Regions from separate parts of the Mus musculus genome. Here all the other regions are linked to region 5. Evidence: chromatin contacts called from public HiCAR-type, HiChIP or PLAC-seq and promoter capture Hi-C data. All regions are on one chromosome and are shown on one strand. The core of a region is the stretch at or near the end of the contact, and the rest is flanking DNA. Distances in the headings are between cores, read along the strand shown. Region 1 holds the start of Crispld1 (cysteine-rich secretory protein LCCL domain containing 1). Region 2 holds the start of Jph1 (junctophilin 1). Region 3 holds the start of Eya1 (EYA transcriptional coactivator and phosphatase 1). Region 4 holds the start of Msc (musculin). Region 5 holds the start of Sbspon (somatomedin B and thrombospondin, type 1 domain containing).

Region 1 (2,700 bases), core at 78-2,577, 1.8 Mb after region 5:
CTCTTCAAATATTTCAAAAATATGCAATCACTTTTAACAGATTTAACTCAATTCTCTCTATGATTTTTCAATGACACATAAAGTGTTCCATGTAGACATGATCTCCATCTTTACTATACTATACTATTACTATATCACCTGTCCTTTATCAGAAACTGGACTGTTTTAGATGTAAAAGCCCTATTTCCTGAATGCTAGGGACACTAATTATGAATTAATATTCCCAAACTACAAATTTGCATCTATTCTGTGTGTACAACGCTAAAGAAAAACCTTGTGACTCTATACCTGAGAATGTTCAGTGTGGCTCTCTTTCTGATATGTCTGCTTCCCATTCTTTGCTATTCTAGGAAACAAAGATTCATGTCACCAGGGACTTTGGGGTCTGACTACAGAAGAGCAGCTGGATAATGGAAAGAGACAGGTAATGGTTGGAACAATCTGATTTGGTCTTTGAGACATTCCAGATATAGAGACAGAAATTTGAGGTGAGGACTCTCAAAGGAGCCGATGCAAAGGCAGGGGAATTAGATAATCCACTTCAAAACAAAGTGTGCTTGTACAAACTGCACCACACTCAGTAGGGCAATACTTTTTGAGTTTACAATTAGTAAATTCCTACTCTAGGATGCAAAACAGGTATCTGTCCTGGGACTGAATTTTGAGATTCTGACAGTCTATCAATGATATATTGTTTAAAGGACTCTTCTTATTTTCACAAATGCCAAATGCTGGTGATCCTTTTTCAGAAGCCAACACCGCATGTTTCCTGACATGTCTCAACTGTCAGGCAATATCCACTTCAATAGTCTTCTGAAAGTCTTTCTCCATCTGGTCCTCATTAAGCTTTAGTAGCCAAAGAAAGACTTCTTCCTTCTAGAAACTAGAGACCAATGGGGATCCATTAGAAAAAAATAAAAAAACCTGTTTCTCTTTTTATCCCACCCCCTAGATTTCCTTTTGTGTGTACAAGACTGGAAGTTCTTAGCGTACCTCCATGCCCACTTACCTCAAGTTCTGGGGCTAGCTCCTTTGCAACCAGACTGTAAGTAATTTCAGCATCCCATCAGAGAGAATCTTAGGGGGAGGGTGTTTGATCTGAGAGAGGTGGGAGAAGCTAGAGGCTCTCTTCCCCCAGGGTCCAGACCTTGCCGTCCTCCACTCACAAAGGCACAGTGCACGCCCACAAAAGATCCTGGCTTGCTGCAAGTCGACTCCCACAGGCCAGAACTGGGTGGAGGTGGAGGTGGGGGTGGTAAAGGAGGGCTCTGGCATCACGTGCCTGTGCAGGCACCTCAATAAATGCCGAGTGCTGAGGAGCGGCGGAAGCGCCTGGCGCCAGGGCTCTGCAAGCTGAAGCAGGAGGTCCCCGGGGAGTTTTTCCTTTGTCCCACCTCACCCTAGATCTCTGGAACACCGGGAGCCCAACTCTGAGAGCTGCTTTCAGGGGCACTTTGCTAACTTTGAAGCCCGTGCCCACTGCTCCTCCCAGGTTTGCTTTGAGTCGCAGAGCTAGGGGCTCGCGTCCCCAGGGGTCAGCCAGCTCCTCACTCTGACTCCCGTGGTGGCCTGGTCCTTGTCGCCTCTGTGAAGGGCAGAGTCAAGGCAAGGAGCAGCTGCAGAGACAAGCAGTTCTGCCAGGCTCCGCTCTCCGGGGAACATCACACTGGAGAGGTAAGGGCGATGCACAAGCTGCATCCAGAGTGGTCCAGCTGCCAGGTTTTCCTGGTTCCCTGTTTGGAAACATCATCTAGGAAAAACTGACTTGTAGAGAAAGGTCTGGCCAAGAAAGGGTAGATGGGTTGCAGGGCAGGAACTCTTCATTTCACCTTGTCCTGGGGACGCCCTCCCCGCAGGGTTCAAGTGAACCTTGGCCTCCTGTTGTATGTGAGGGACATACTCTGAAGTTCTCCAGGAGAGCGCTTGGTAGGGTTAAATTCACATGTTGGGCACAAATTTTGCCGGAATATGGGAATAAGATTGATTTTTCCATCTGCACATGGGTGAAAAAAAAAAAGTTGCTCCAGGGGCCTGAGCCATTCATTTGCAGTGAACCTCGGGGCCATCTCCAGGTACCAGCAATACAGGCATGAGTCGTGTATGAATAGCTATGAACCAGAGATGAAATGCTGGGATATTGTGCCTTTAAAAATAAAAATAAAACAAAGCAAATTAAATAGAAAACTTGAAAGTTTCTGCAGAATGTAAAAGCTTCCAGACAAAAATAAAACACTATATAAATAGTACTCATTGTAAGGTATGTCATTTAAAACCTTGTAATTCAGAAATTATTCTCAAGCCTTGAGCTTCCCCGGCTCCTTTTGCCCTCGACTTTTGGCTTAGTGGTTAGCTTGGAAAAATATTTTGTGTCAACAGCACATTGTAAAAGTTCTTTATGGAAAAATGGAGGTGATAGAAAACGTATTTTCAAAACCGGAGTGCTTATGTGTTGGGGTTTGCTATCATAAAATAATTTCATCTGAATCGTGTGACATGTCTTATAGCCACAAGGAGTGGAAGAGCCTGTCTTGGAGATTTTCCCCGGGGAAACCCAGAGGCCATTCATTATGATGTGTAAGGCACAGGAGTGGCTCAGAGTGACCGCACTGCTATTTGTGGCTAGAGCAGTTCCAGCTATGGTGGTTCCTAATGCCACTTTGCTGGAGAAACTTTTGGAAAAATACATGGATGAGGATGGTG
Region 2 (2,700 bases), core at 158-2,657, 1.2 Mb after region 5:
CTTTAACCTTTTTAAATATTTAATGGAAACTCCGTCCATTTTTCCTAAAGCATTTTCTCAAGATCTCCAGGTCAGCAAAGATTACAGTTCTTCTGATTCAAAAGTACTTTAAGGAGCCAAGTGAAAGTTAGGGAGAAAATTAGGAATGCCGCTTGCTTTGGGCAGTTGCTCTGCTGCCTGTAACTAGGACTCTAGAAAATACACCCTCAATAAGGTCCAATTCCCCAACATCCTACTTATGGGGTTCTGGCTTCTATCTTTAGGCTAACTGGAGGGCCAGAAGCGAAATACGAGACTCTACGTGAAACCAAACCGCGCGGCGGTCAGCACCGACCGGCAGCCACACAGCTCAAGACGTCCCTCTAACTCCTCCGGAGTGGCGATTTCAAACCCGGCCTGGAGAGGGAGGGATCAGGAATGTAATGTGACAGGCTCAAGTGACAGTGTCCTCTCTCCTGCCCAGCCCTCCCGGGGCAGCGCGGCTCTGGGCCCCGGCCAGGTACCTGCACGCCTAACTCCCGGGGTATGGACAGCCTACCCGCCCGGGGAGCCGCAGACACTTGCGACCCAGCCGCGAGACCAAGTGGTCTCCCTCGAAATGGGGAGGAGGGCGAGAGGGAGGGTAGACTCCCCAGATGTTTTGGCGGGTTTCCGGACACGTGCGTCTCGCGTCCTCCCCACGTCCCCGAAGCCAGGGAAGAGCCCACCGCGTCAGCCCTCGGAGACTCCCGAGATGCCGCTCACCTCCATCCCCGTAGGTCTCCACGCCGTACCCGTCCTGCAGCCCGTTACTCCAGGTCCCCTCGTAGCGGGCGGGGGTGCACAAGCTCTGCCGGACCCCGTAGCGCCCCTTGAAACCATGTGACCACTCCCCCCGGTACATCCACTTGCCCTTCGTCTCCACCCCCAGCCCGTGCCGCTTGCCCTGCGCCCAGTAGCCCTGGTAGGTGTTGCCGCTGGGCCAGGTGTAGACTCCAACCACCTCGAAGCCGTGCGACCAGGAGCCAGAGTACTCGCCCTGGCCCTTGGGCCCCGTGCAGATGCCATGCCCGTGCGCCTTGCCCTCCTCCCAGCCGCCGCAGTAGGTGCCGCCATCGTCGAAGTCGAACCTTCCGCCCGTCATTCGGGGGGCAGCCCCGGCGCGCTCCTCGTGGGGGCACAAACGTGGGCAGAGCTGGGCACCGCAGGGTGTAGCTCCGGGGTAGGGGCCCGTCGGGCGAGCTCACGACTGCGCCCCGGGCAGCTCGCACCGCCGATCGGCTCCAGTCCGACGCCGCCCCCGTCTTCCCCTCCTCTTTCGCCGTCGCCACCGCCGCCTCTCTCCCTCCTCCTTCGCCGCCGCCCCGGCCAGCGCCGCGCGCGAGAGGACAGCCCAGTCTCCAGAGCGGACTTTCAGCTGCTCCCACCCGCCCACGTGAGCCGGGCACCGCCCCGCGCCCGCCCCTAGTCCCCTCCCTGGGCGCGGAGGCCCGGCCCCATGACACGCCCGCCCGCACGCCCGCCCGCCGGGCCCTGCCCCCAGCCCGCGGAGCCGAGCTTCTCCTCCGGCTGCTTGGCGCGCGAGCTCTGGGCACGTGTGTGTCTGCGGAGTGGGCTGTGACTGGGAGGGCCAGTGTACTCTGAGACGTGAGACGGTCAAGCCTGCGGATAAAGGTGCGGCTGCCTGTGCTGGGGACCTGCTCTTTGCTGCTGGAACCTCCAGCTTTTCAATTGTGTTTAGTCTTCTACAAGTGAGGCCACCTGTGTGATAGAGTGACAACTCTTGTGTAGGTGGGTGGTGGTGGTGGTGGTGGTGGTGGTGGTGGTGGTGGTGGTGGTGGTGGTGGTGGTGGTGGTGTGTGTCTGCATAGGGTTTGTAGTTGCATTTTTTCCCCCAGCATTCCAACTTGAGCTCTGTTGGATTTGTCATGCGCAGCTGTCATCATGAATTAATATGCTCCAAATATATGTCTGCATGTGATAAATCTGTGGCAGCCTAGATATAATTGTGCAGAATGTTCTTTTACACCTACCCATTTCAGGGCACATGTGTTTGCATTTCTTTTCATGAAGATTCCAAGAGAGGCAATGCAGTTTGAAAGAGCATGGGCATGAGTTGTTTGGGTTTTATTTGTAGAAGTGATGGGCTTTGTAGCTGGCATTGCAGGAACACAGGGCATTGTCTTTTACATTCCAGCCTGTTCCCTCATCTGTTCTCAGCTTTAGAAATGCTACATCCTGGAGCTGTGCACCCAAACAGGCTTAGTCTGTATGTATTGCTTGAGTGCCTGGAATGCACACCTGGGACCTCTCCACTGTCGCCCACTGTTTAGAAAAGAAAACACAGTTTTCAAGGAGAAATATGGTAAGTAAAGCACTCTGCTAATGTAACAAAGAAGCCATGAACTTCTAAACACAGGACAGGTGTCAGCTGATGCACTCTCCTGCAGCAGCACTCACTGCCTTGTTGAACTCACTTCAGATACCTCCTCTAAACTTTATCTCCATTTTCTCAATGGAAATACCCTCCCCTTTCTGTGTTGGGGAAAGACTTGGTGTATTTCGATGGTAGTACCCGTAAAGTCAAGAATTGCTAACAGGATAGTTGAATCACATACTACAGCCTCTTTTAGGAGTGGCATTGATCTCTCCTTGCCTTCACAGTGCCAGTGGAGGAAGTCTTTTCCCCAGGTCACAAGCCAGGGTCTCAGAAGGACTCTC
Region 3 (2,700 bases), core at 109-2,608, 1.6 Mb before region 5:
GTTATGCTTAAATGTCTTCAAAATTCCTCCCAAGAGTGTAAGCCTATGAGTTGTTAGCAATTCAAATACTGATTTTGAAGGGCCGTGCTTTACACGAATATTCAAAAGTTTCAAAATCTGGAGTTTAGCTTCCAAGTGCATTCAAATCACAAAAAGGGCCAGAGAGGGACAAATACTTTAAGGGACCAAAGGCTTATTGTATCGAATACTGAAGATGAGCCTGCTTAGTAAAGTCTTTGATAAATTTGCTTTGGAACAAAAAGGTGTCCTTCTTGAAAACATAGTTATCAGCTCGTTGTTCATCTGCTGAGTTTTCCGTTGTAAACCTTTCCTCATTTATCAACCTAGCCGTAGAAAAAGTGATCTGTGTAATAAATACCACTAAGTATACCTTTCGTACCTATACATCTATGTATGGATATAACCCTGTTCAATACCACTCAATATTCTGGGGCTAGTGCAGCAATTAAGAAAAGATATGAAATAATTCCCCCGTCTGAGAATATTACCTAGTGTTCTACTTATCTATAAAAATCAGAACAAAAGTAGTTAATTTGCAATGATCCTTTAATGATCCTAATGGCTCCGATCATTTGGAGGGTAAAGATTACAATTTTACGACGGAACCCAGCGGCTTCTAAAGTCCCAGAAACAGTGTTATTGTTTTCCCCAAGCCACAGTGCTTTTTTTCTTTGAAAACAAACCAAAACCCTAATAAAGGCTCTCCAGTTATCTCGGGCTTTGCCCACCAGACAGTAAGTAGTACTTGGTCATTACAGTTTTTCAAACACCAGCTTGTACTTACAGCGCTCACATCTGCTGCCTCCACCGGTTTAGTGTGCTCCTTGGAGTTTTCTGTGTTAGCAGACCTCCATTCCTGACATAGTTTGGCTGCTGTGCAGGAACACGGGGACCCGGGAGCTCTCAGAGGCGCTGTGACGCGGCTGGCAGCGGAGCGCAGAGGCCGGGGATTGCCCGGCTCCCGGGGACTGCGCCCGGGCGCTGCTGCAGGCTCGGGCTGTGGAGCGACTGAGCGCGATCGCCTTCCCCAGGAAGGACCCCGCCACCGCGCACCGCCACAGGAAGGCTTCCAGTCGGAAGTGGCCCTGCACACTCGCTACCTCGCCGCAAGCTCGGAGCCATCAGCTCGCCGCGGTCTGTTTGGGAACGGCTTTGCGCCCCAGCGAACGGCAGCGGCAGATAGCATCTGAGACGCCTAGACAAAGAAACAGCAAAATCTCATCCCCCGATTTGTTTGCGCAGCCTTGTAGGTCTGCCCACGAAGCCTCGGGGCTTTTTGTTTTGTTTTGTTTTTGCAACGCAAACCACAGCTAGTCTCTTGTCCTAACCTTATTGGTTTAAATGCAACAATTGAGAGGAGCAGAGCTTGGTCTGACTCAACCTCGCTGCTTTAAAAAAAAATTTATTATGTAAATGACGCGCCCCATGATATCTGAATAAACAGCTGTGGGGGAAGAACTTGTGGGAACCTCTGTCAACACACACACATCCTCCCGCGCCAGTAGCTCCCAATTAAGATCTTTGGGGAGTAGTTGCATGTTATCTTTTACACTTTTTCAATACTTTTTTTAAAATTTTTTTTGAGGACCTGAAACTTAGGAGAACGGATACTTTTAACACTTTTTCCTAAAGTACCTACCTACTTACAGGTCTGGAGAAGATTTAAAAAAAAAAAGCTGTTTCTATGAAGTAGAGGGAGAATGGGCAAACGTGTTAGCTATTAGCAGCTTAACAATGAAAGCCTGGCGGAGGATTCTGCAAGGGTTGCTAGGAGGCCAAAGGCTTCAGTTCTTTGGCTAGGACCCAGATAATATTTCACCATTAACATTTTTAAATGGGTCTTGAGAAGAGATTCGTTTAGTCTGGAACTTGCTTTGCAACTTATCCTTTTAAAAACTCACAACCTTAATTCAGAATCTATGAGTTAGGCGTTCGTTCGGTGACACCTAGGAGCTGAGCTTCAGTTAACAAACTATGTTTTATCCAAGTCAAGGGTTTAGCCATTATGATAATTTGTAATCTTGAAAGAAGGCGTCTCCTTATATGGGTTAATATTTTGTCGGTCCTATATCACAGTTTAAATGCAAATGCAAACTAACACTCACTCTGAAATTAAGTCTGGATATGCATTTTAAGAAGGTATTTTTATCATCACCAATATTTCTATTCTATGTGCTCTTTTTATTAAAAAAAAAGTCTCCTTATTTTAATTTCTCACCTTGGTATGAACATGTTTTTACATCACAGTAACTTCACATCAACTAATAGAGGAGATAGATGGGTCCTACCTTAACTCTGCCAATTAGGAAACGAAAGCACCTTCAGATGATGCAAACAAAACCCAACTAAATGGTTCTAAGGACCAAAATTCCAAACAGGAGTTCTCCCTTCCCCTCCTAGAAAGGATGCCAGTCTAAATTCCTTGCAAAGGAGCACTTTGTCAAACCTAAGAGGCAGCTGGGACTTCAAACTCACCTAGGATTTCATCTTGTTCAGCACCAGCAAGGAACCATGAGCTAGGTATCTACCATATTTGGGAAGCCAGGTCAAAAAAACAGTTGATTGCTATTGGATCATATATGCAGCTGACATAGTTACGTTACCTCCTACAGCACTCTCTCAGACCAGAAGGATCAGTTATTCAACATACCAAAGTGCATGTGCAGAAAAAACAAAGTC
Region 4 (2,754 bases), core at 112-2,611, 1.1 Mb before region 5:
ACACACACACACACACACACACACACACACACACGCTGCATTCCTTTTTAAATAGGTTTGGATGAGATCTTTCCCAAGCTCATGGAGCTGGCAGGTTAGACAGGGACTTTCCGGACAGTCGCGTCCAGGAAAACTATGTTGCATTAGTGTTTTCTTTTGTTTAAACCACTCAAACGTTTATTTAAAAAAGTTAGGTTCTCCCAATCTCCCCCTTCCCCCTTTAAAGAAAGCAGCACTGGCGATTCAACCCTGCTAGGTTGTTGTCTGGAAAAAGTTGGGCAACTGAGTTTTTGTTTGTTTGGTTGGTTGGTTTGTTTTGTTTTTCCAACTTGGCCTAAAAACTTAGAAATACTCCCAAGTGGGAAGCCACACTTTATCCCAGAAGTAGGGTGTTAACAGATAGCAGTCGCCAGGCAAAGGACCAGGACATTTTCAGATGGCTGGATGATTTTCTCCCAGCAAATGGCTGGCTCCTCTTGCCTTGATTCGGAGGTCACTGAACCAGATTCCTTACCACTGGTTCCAGAAACCTCCCCTCTTGGCTCTTCGTCTGGGGCCGAGCCAGCCCTGGGCCCGGGTAGCGCTCTGGGCTGCTGTCCCCCGGCCTCGAGCGCAGCATCCCTACCAGGTTCACAGGGTGCACATAGCTGTCCTCGTAGCGGTCCTCCTGCAGCAGCTGGCGCAGGTGCGCGATGTAGCTGGAAGCCAGGCGCAGCGTGTCCAGTTTGGAAAGCTTGGTGTCGGGCGGCACCCAGGGCAGGCTGGTCTTCAGTCTGGAGAAGGCTTTGCTCAGCACGCGCATCCGGGCGCGTTCGCGGGCGTTGGCCGCATTCCGCTGCGACTGCTTGCACTCTGCGGCCGAGCCCTTAGGCGGGAGCGGCTTCTTCCCCGCACCGCCTGCGCGGCCACCTGCGCCGCCAGCGTCAGCCCCACGGAGCCGCTTCCTCTTGCATCCTCCCGCGGCTCCCAGGGAGCCGGGCTCCTCTTCACCGTCCTCCTCTTCCGCAGAAGAAATGTCGCTGGGCGAGCCGTAACCGCGCTCCATGCGGAGCAGGGGCGGCCTCTTGGAGGCCGGGGCCGGGTAGACCCTCTGCAGCCCCCTCATCTCCGAGTCTTCGGGGTCACTCACCGAGCCGGTGGACATCGCCTATTCCCCGGCGCCCACGCGCGCGCGCCTTTCTCCTCCCCGGCCAGTCTCGCTTTCTCTGGCTTCTTCTCTCTGACAGAGGATGGGGTGTGGGAGAGCCCAGGGGAGGACCAGAGACCAGGGCTTGCCTCCGCACTGAGGCTCCCCTGTGAGCTGGGCGCCTGGAGTGGGCGCGATCTGCTGCTGACCCTGTAGCCCAGGGCTCTGCTGAACTTGACTCCGGATCCAAAAGTACAGCCGCGAGCTGAGCCTTTTGACAGGACTATTTATCTGTACTCTTAGGGAAAAGCCACCCCCCTCCCCCTCGGCAAAGTAGAGGGGGCTTGAAAGGGGGACAAGAGGTGGGGCAGGGGCGTGGAAGGGGTGGGGATCGTTTTTTCCCCCCTGAACCCTGCGGTTAGCGGGGCGGGGGCAAGGAATGTTTGCGCGCAAAGCAAAGACTTAGGCCTCTACGCCCACGACTGACCCTCAGAGTATCTGTGCGAGGTAAGTGAGATTTGGGAACAAAAAGAAAAGACCTTGTTCCTACTCATTCCATTTTCACCTGCAGCTGGTCTTAGTGGGAACTGAAGAATCTGAGCATGCCCAGTGCGGCTTGTCTCCCAGTGTGTTCCTGGGGACCTGTCATTCAAGTTCATTACTCAAGATGTGTGTTTGCTTATCCAAGGCTTCATAGAACGAGTACAGAGAAAGAGCAAAAACTAAGGAGCAGCTCCAATGACCCATCTCTTGACCCCCATCCCCCCTCCGCCCCCGCTTTTATAGTTCACATGGCAGCGCTTTTTTTCTACTTTGTCTTGTTTCATCTTCAAGCAATTTCTGAAACTTACATGTTATGATGTCCATCTTGCAAAATCACTGGGAGAGCAAATAAGTGGGATCAGGAATCTGTGTGTTTGTAGCATTTCAGTAGCCACAAGCCTCCTAACCTACACATCAAGAGATGTTATTTTCCACTGTTGTAAGATTTCCTCCGCGTGATTAAGGTTTGGACTCAGACCCAACGCTTTGAGAGCAAGTTCTTGGATGCAGAATAGTATGTCAGCACAGTTGCCTTGCCAAAATTAAAGAGAAAGGAAAGGGGAAAAGCAAAGCAAAGAAAGACCAATAACAACCAAAACCCAAAGGACTACCAAGCAGCCCCTAGAATTGTGCTGCATTTCAAGTCACAACAAAACACCTTGCCTTCCCCAACCCCAGAGCAGACAAAACAAGGTGGAAGGCAGGCCAAGTGTGCTCAAGCTGAGGGGCTTTGTTAACAAACAGACAGGTGTCAGCCGGGACTCCCGCTGTGCTCCAGACGGAGGAATTGGTGCCCTTAAAGGGTTGGGGTTTGACTGCCTTGGCTGAGCAGAAGGAAGCTGAGTTTCTTTTCTGTTCCACTCTGTTGTCTTCTTGTACTTCTCCTCTCACAGGTTCCAGATGAGAGTGGGTCAAGCAGATACGCGGATGCAGAAGCTGCCTAGCAAATTCTAGTCTTTACAGCAGAACAAATAGCTGAGCCCTGAGCCTGAAGTATCATAGCAGGTGGCTGGCAGGGGTTGATTCGGCCCTTCAGGCTTCCCTCCACCTTGTCTCAAGGCGATACCTCCCACTTAGGGGTATTG
Region 5 (2,700 bases), core at 161-2,660:
GGACACGTAGCTGAGACACCCAGTTTCGGGTGTTGCCAGGGAAGGGGACACATGGCTCAGACTCACTGCATTTTCTGGTTCATTGACTTTTCCAGCTTCCTTTAGACTGAGGCAAGATGACTTGTCACGGGAATGGGGGGAGAACTTATCAAAAAGGGCATCCGCCAGTAAATCTTGGAGGTTTTTTGGCTGTGCCCTTCCACAGTATCATGGCTGGGTGACTGACCTGCCTGGGATTGACAGGCTCTTAGCAAAGAGGCAAGAGAGGCCTTGTTGCTACTGGGCCTCTCGTTCCTGGAGTGTGGCCCAGCCCTTGGGTCCTCTCCTCAGAAGTTGCCTAGGACTTGTGTGAGGACAAACCCTATCATATGGACAACTTTGGGACTGATCTGATTAGCAAGGAGCAAAGCTGCTTTGGTTTTCAGAGCTGACTTCTTGGTCACGGCTTGTTTTTCAGGACTGTGTTTCTCATTTCTTCCTTTACCTTTAAGTTCAATTAAACCTGCGTTGACAGAACCCTACCAAGGGGTACTGTGAGATGCTATGGGAATGTTAGATAAGAAAAGACCTCATTCTAAAGGGAAGGATCAAACACTACAGAGACTTGAGGAAAGAAAGTATCCTAAAGATAGTTCCAAGAGCACAGAAAACCTCCTCACAGGAAACAGCGGTGGTCCATGTTGGAGCCCACCACAGAACACCTCAGACCTCTAAGAAAGTGGAGGCCCCTCCCAGGGCAAGCTTGATACAAAGTGAGACAGTCTCATCTTCCTGGCCTTGTTAGTTTTCTCTATCCCCAAACTTTATGAGGTTGACAGAATGAGTGTGGTGACGGCTGGTCCAGGGACACACCCCTGACAACTGTCAGCACCATCCTTCCAGGCCCCAGGTGACTCTATGAAGCTAGAGTTCTTGAGTCACAGAACACATCCCAGAGGTGATCCCCACAGATGTTAGGGGGTGTGCTTCGGGGACATTAGATGAAGCCGACTGGGAAGCCTGGAATGGAGCGGGAGTTGGGGTGGGGGTGGGGTACTGGGATTGCGAAGGCTGATACTGGACTGGCCTGGAAGTGACCAGAAGATTCCTGGCTTCCTAGGGGTCCCTCCCGGCGCCCAGCCACCCACCTGGGCACGCCCTGTCGTAGTCGAAGCAGCAGTCCCCGGTGAGACGGCAGGCTTGGTCACAGAAGCATGTTCCATAGACCCTGTCCAGCCTCCAGCCGCGGGCGAAGCAGGCTGGGTCCCGGCCAGGACAGCAGCGGCCGGCCTCTGCACAGCCAGCCAGGGCCCCGGGCCACAGCCGCGCCAGAGCGCACAGCACCATCCACAGGGTCTTCATGGCCAGAGCTGCCGCGACACTTGCGAACGGACCCAGCTAGAGCCTCGGGCAAGAGCTCGGCTCCTCCGACAGCCGAAGCCCCCGCCCTCGGCCCTCCGCCCTTCCGCACCGCCCCTCGGCTGCCCTGGCTGTGCGCCCGCTCGGCGGGCTCTGGGCGGGTGGCACTGGGGCCCAGGTGGGACGCGCTTCTCCTCCTGGCCACCAGCCGACCCCCGACCACCCCAGGTGCTCTCACAGCCCGCTACCGGCCACTCTCCCCAGGATCCAAACTCTGCCTCCTTAGGTCTGGGGACGCGGTAGCCCGTGCCTGTTTGCACCCGGAAAGCCGCCAGAAAATGGATGGAGCCCCTGTGCACCCGGGCGACCCCCAAGCGCCCCAGCTCGCTCTAGAAAGCCCTCGGAGTCTTTTCCCAACTGTTTCTCCAACTCTCCTGGGCCCTGTCGGGCACAGAGAAGTATCTTTCTGCAGCATTTTATAGTGGCTTTTTTCTCACCCAGAAAAAAATGCTACTTTCCTTCACTTAAAGGACAAATTAATGAATACGAAGAAAATGATAAAGTAGAAACTGTACTCTGTTTTTTTGTTAAAGCCGATTTCCCAAAGAGAACCCCCACCAATAATGGTTTTTCGGTTTTTGTTTTTGTTTTTTTATAATAACTTTCACTCTAAGGTGTTCGTCTAATTTTGGAGGGTTTTATTCGCGTGCACATCTTTGTTTGTTGTCTTGTTCTTGCCACGTTGAGAATGGAAATTAGATCCTGACCGATGCAAGGTCATCCTACTAAGCGACACCCCACCGGCAACTTGTTTGTTTACTTGCTTGTTGAGATGAGGGACTTGCTACTTACTTCTGGCTGACCTGTAACTTGCCATGTAGACCAGGATGGGATGGTATCGAACTCACGAGAGCTACTGCCATCTGCCTCCCAAGTGCTGGAACGAAAGGCATAGGCCTTTACACCCAGCTTTATGCCCAAGTTTTTATATGTGTTTCTTTCTCTTCTCTAAATATATTAAGTTTTCTACACTTTATTCACTGAGATTAATTCTGGGAGTTTCACTTTTTCTTTATGACCTTAAATCATTTAATTAGCATGGTTTGTAGAAAGGAACACTTTCTATATCTGAAAACATAAGAAATCAAATTAAATTCAAAGTCTGGTTTCTTCCTTCTTCATGCAAGAGCTTCTCAAAGAGGAATTTCTGTCATTGGAGAGAAAGTAATATAAGTAGAAATTTTAAACTTTACTACAAGTGTGATAAAGCAACTTAGCAACCAAATATAAAAATTAAGCATGCTATGCAATGGACAAACCTACATTGTAAGGGTTGTATCTGATAAGTCCTGGTCTCAGATT

Evidence for each region. Promoter capture Hi-C pulls out the DNA fragments that hold promoters and counts their contacts. HiCAR-type assays count read pairs that join an accessible place to other places. HiChIP or PLAC-seq counts read pairs in DNA pulled down with a chosen protein or histone mark.
Region 1: a contact with region 5 is called in a promoter capture Hi-C map of cranial neural crest. The contact joins the promoter of Crispld1 here to the promoter of Sbspon in region 5. A contact is called at or near these places in 2 of 39 promoter capture datasets (cranial neural crest and hippocampal neurons).
Region 2: a HiCAR-type map of astrocytes shows a contact between it and region 5, with 4 times the contacts expected there. The contact joins the promoter of Jph1 here to the promoter of Sbspon in region 5. A contact is called at or near these places in 6 of 39 promoter capture datasets (the 3T3-L1 cell line, liver, pre-B cells and 2 more) and 1 of 115 datasets of contacts at active chromatin or transcription factors (astrocytes).
Region 3: a promoter capture Hi-C map of embryonic stem cells shows a contact between it and region 5, with 6 times the contacts expected there. The contact joins the promoter of Eya1 here to the promoter of Sbspon in region 5. A contact is called at or near these places in 3 of 39 promoter capture datasets (embryonic stem cells and stem cell-derived epiblast-like cells).
Region 4: a contact with region 5 is called in an H3K4me3 HiChIP or PLAC-seq map of neural tube, with 6 times the contacts expected there. The contact joins the promoter of Msc here to the promoter of Sbspon in region 5. A contact is called at or near these places in 8 of 39 promoter capture datasets (the 3T3-L1 cell line, the C10 cell line, cranial neural crest and 4 more), 2 of 484 Hi-C or Micro-C datasets (cerebral cortex and embryonic stem cells) and 3 of 115 datasets of contacts at active chromatin or transcription factors (embryonic stem cells and neural tube).

The regions. Positions count from the first base shown.
Region 1 is chr1:17,726,090-17,728,789 of GRCm38.p6, forward strand. Crispld1 (cysteine-rich secretory protein LCCL domain containing 1) reads left to right here and starts at 1,328. Exons shown (of 15, transcript NM_031402.2): 1 at 1,328-1,674; 2 at 2,505-2,700. The coding sequence starts at 2,568. Gm16070 (predicted gene 16070) reads right to left here and starts at 1,557. Exons shown (of 7, transcript NR_130314.1): 1 at 1,010-1,557.
Region 2 is chr1:17,096,482-17,099,181 of GRCm38.p6, forward strand. It overlaps Jph1 (junctophilin 1), which reads right to left and starts at 1,408. Exons shown (of 5, transcript NM_020604.2): 1 at 745-1,408. The coding sequence starts at 1,123. It overlaps Gm46085 (a long non-coding RNA gene), which reads left to right and starts at 1,352. Exons shown (of 3, transcript XR_001778833.2): 1 at 1,352-1,770; 2 at 2,200-2,344; 3 at 2,644-2,700. Gm31982 (a long non-coding RNA gene) reads right to left here. Exons shown (of 4, transcript XR_865203.2): 4 at 2,092-2,304.
Region 3 is chr1:14,308,841-14,311,540 of GRCm38.p6, forward strand. Eya1 (EYA transcriptional coactivator and phosphatase 1) reads right to left here and starts at 1,359. Exons shown (of 18, transcript NM_001310459.1): 1 at 806-1,359.
Region 4 is chr1:14,754,605-14,757,358 of GRCm38.p6, forward strand. Msc (musculin) reads right to left here and starts at 1,362. Exons shown (of 2, transcript NM_010827.2): 1 at 626-1,362. The coding sequence starts at 1,144. Gm9947 (a long non-coding RNA gene) reads left to right here and starts at 1,383. Exons shown (of 4, transcript XR_003947744.1): 1 at 1,383-1,633.
Region 5 is chr1:15,891,312-15,894,011 of GRCm38.p6, forward strand. It overlaps Sbspon (somatomedin B and thrombospondin, type 1 domain containing), which reads right to left and starts at 1,411. Exons shown (of 5, transcript NM_001033288.3): 1 at 1,128-1,411. The coding sequence starts at 1,341.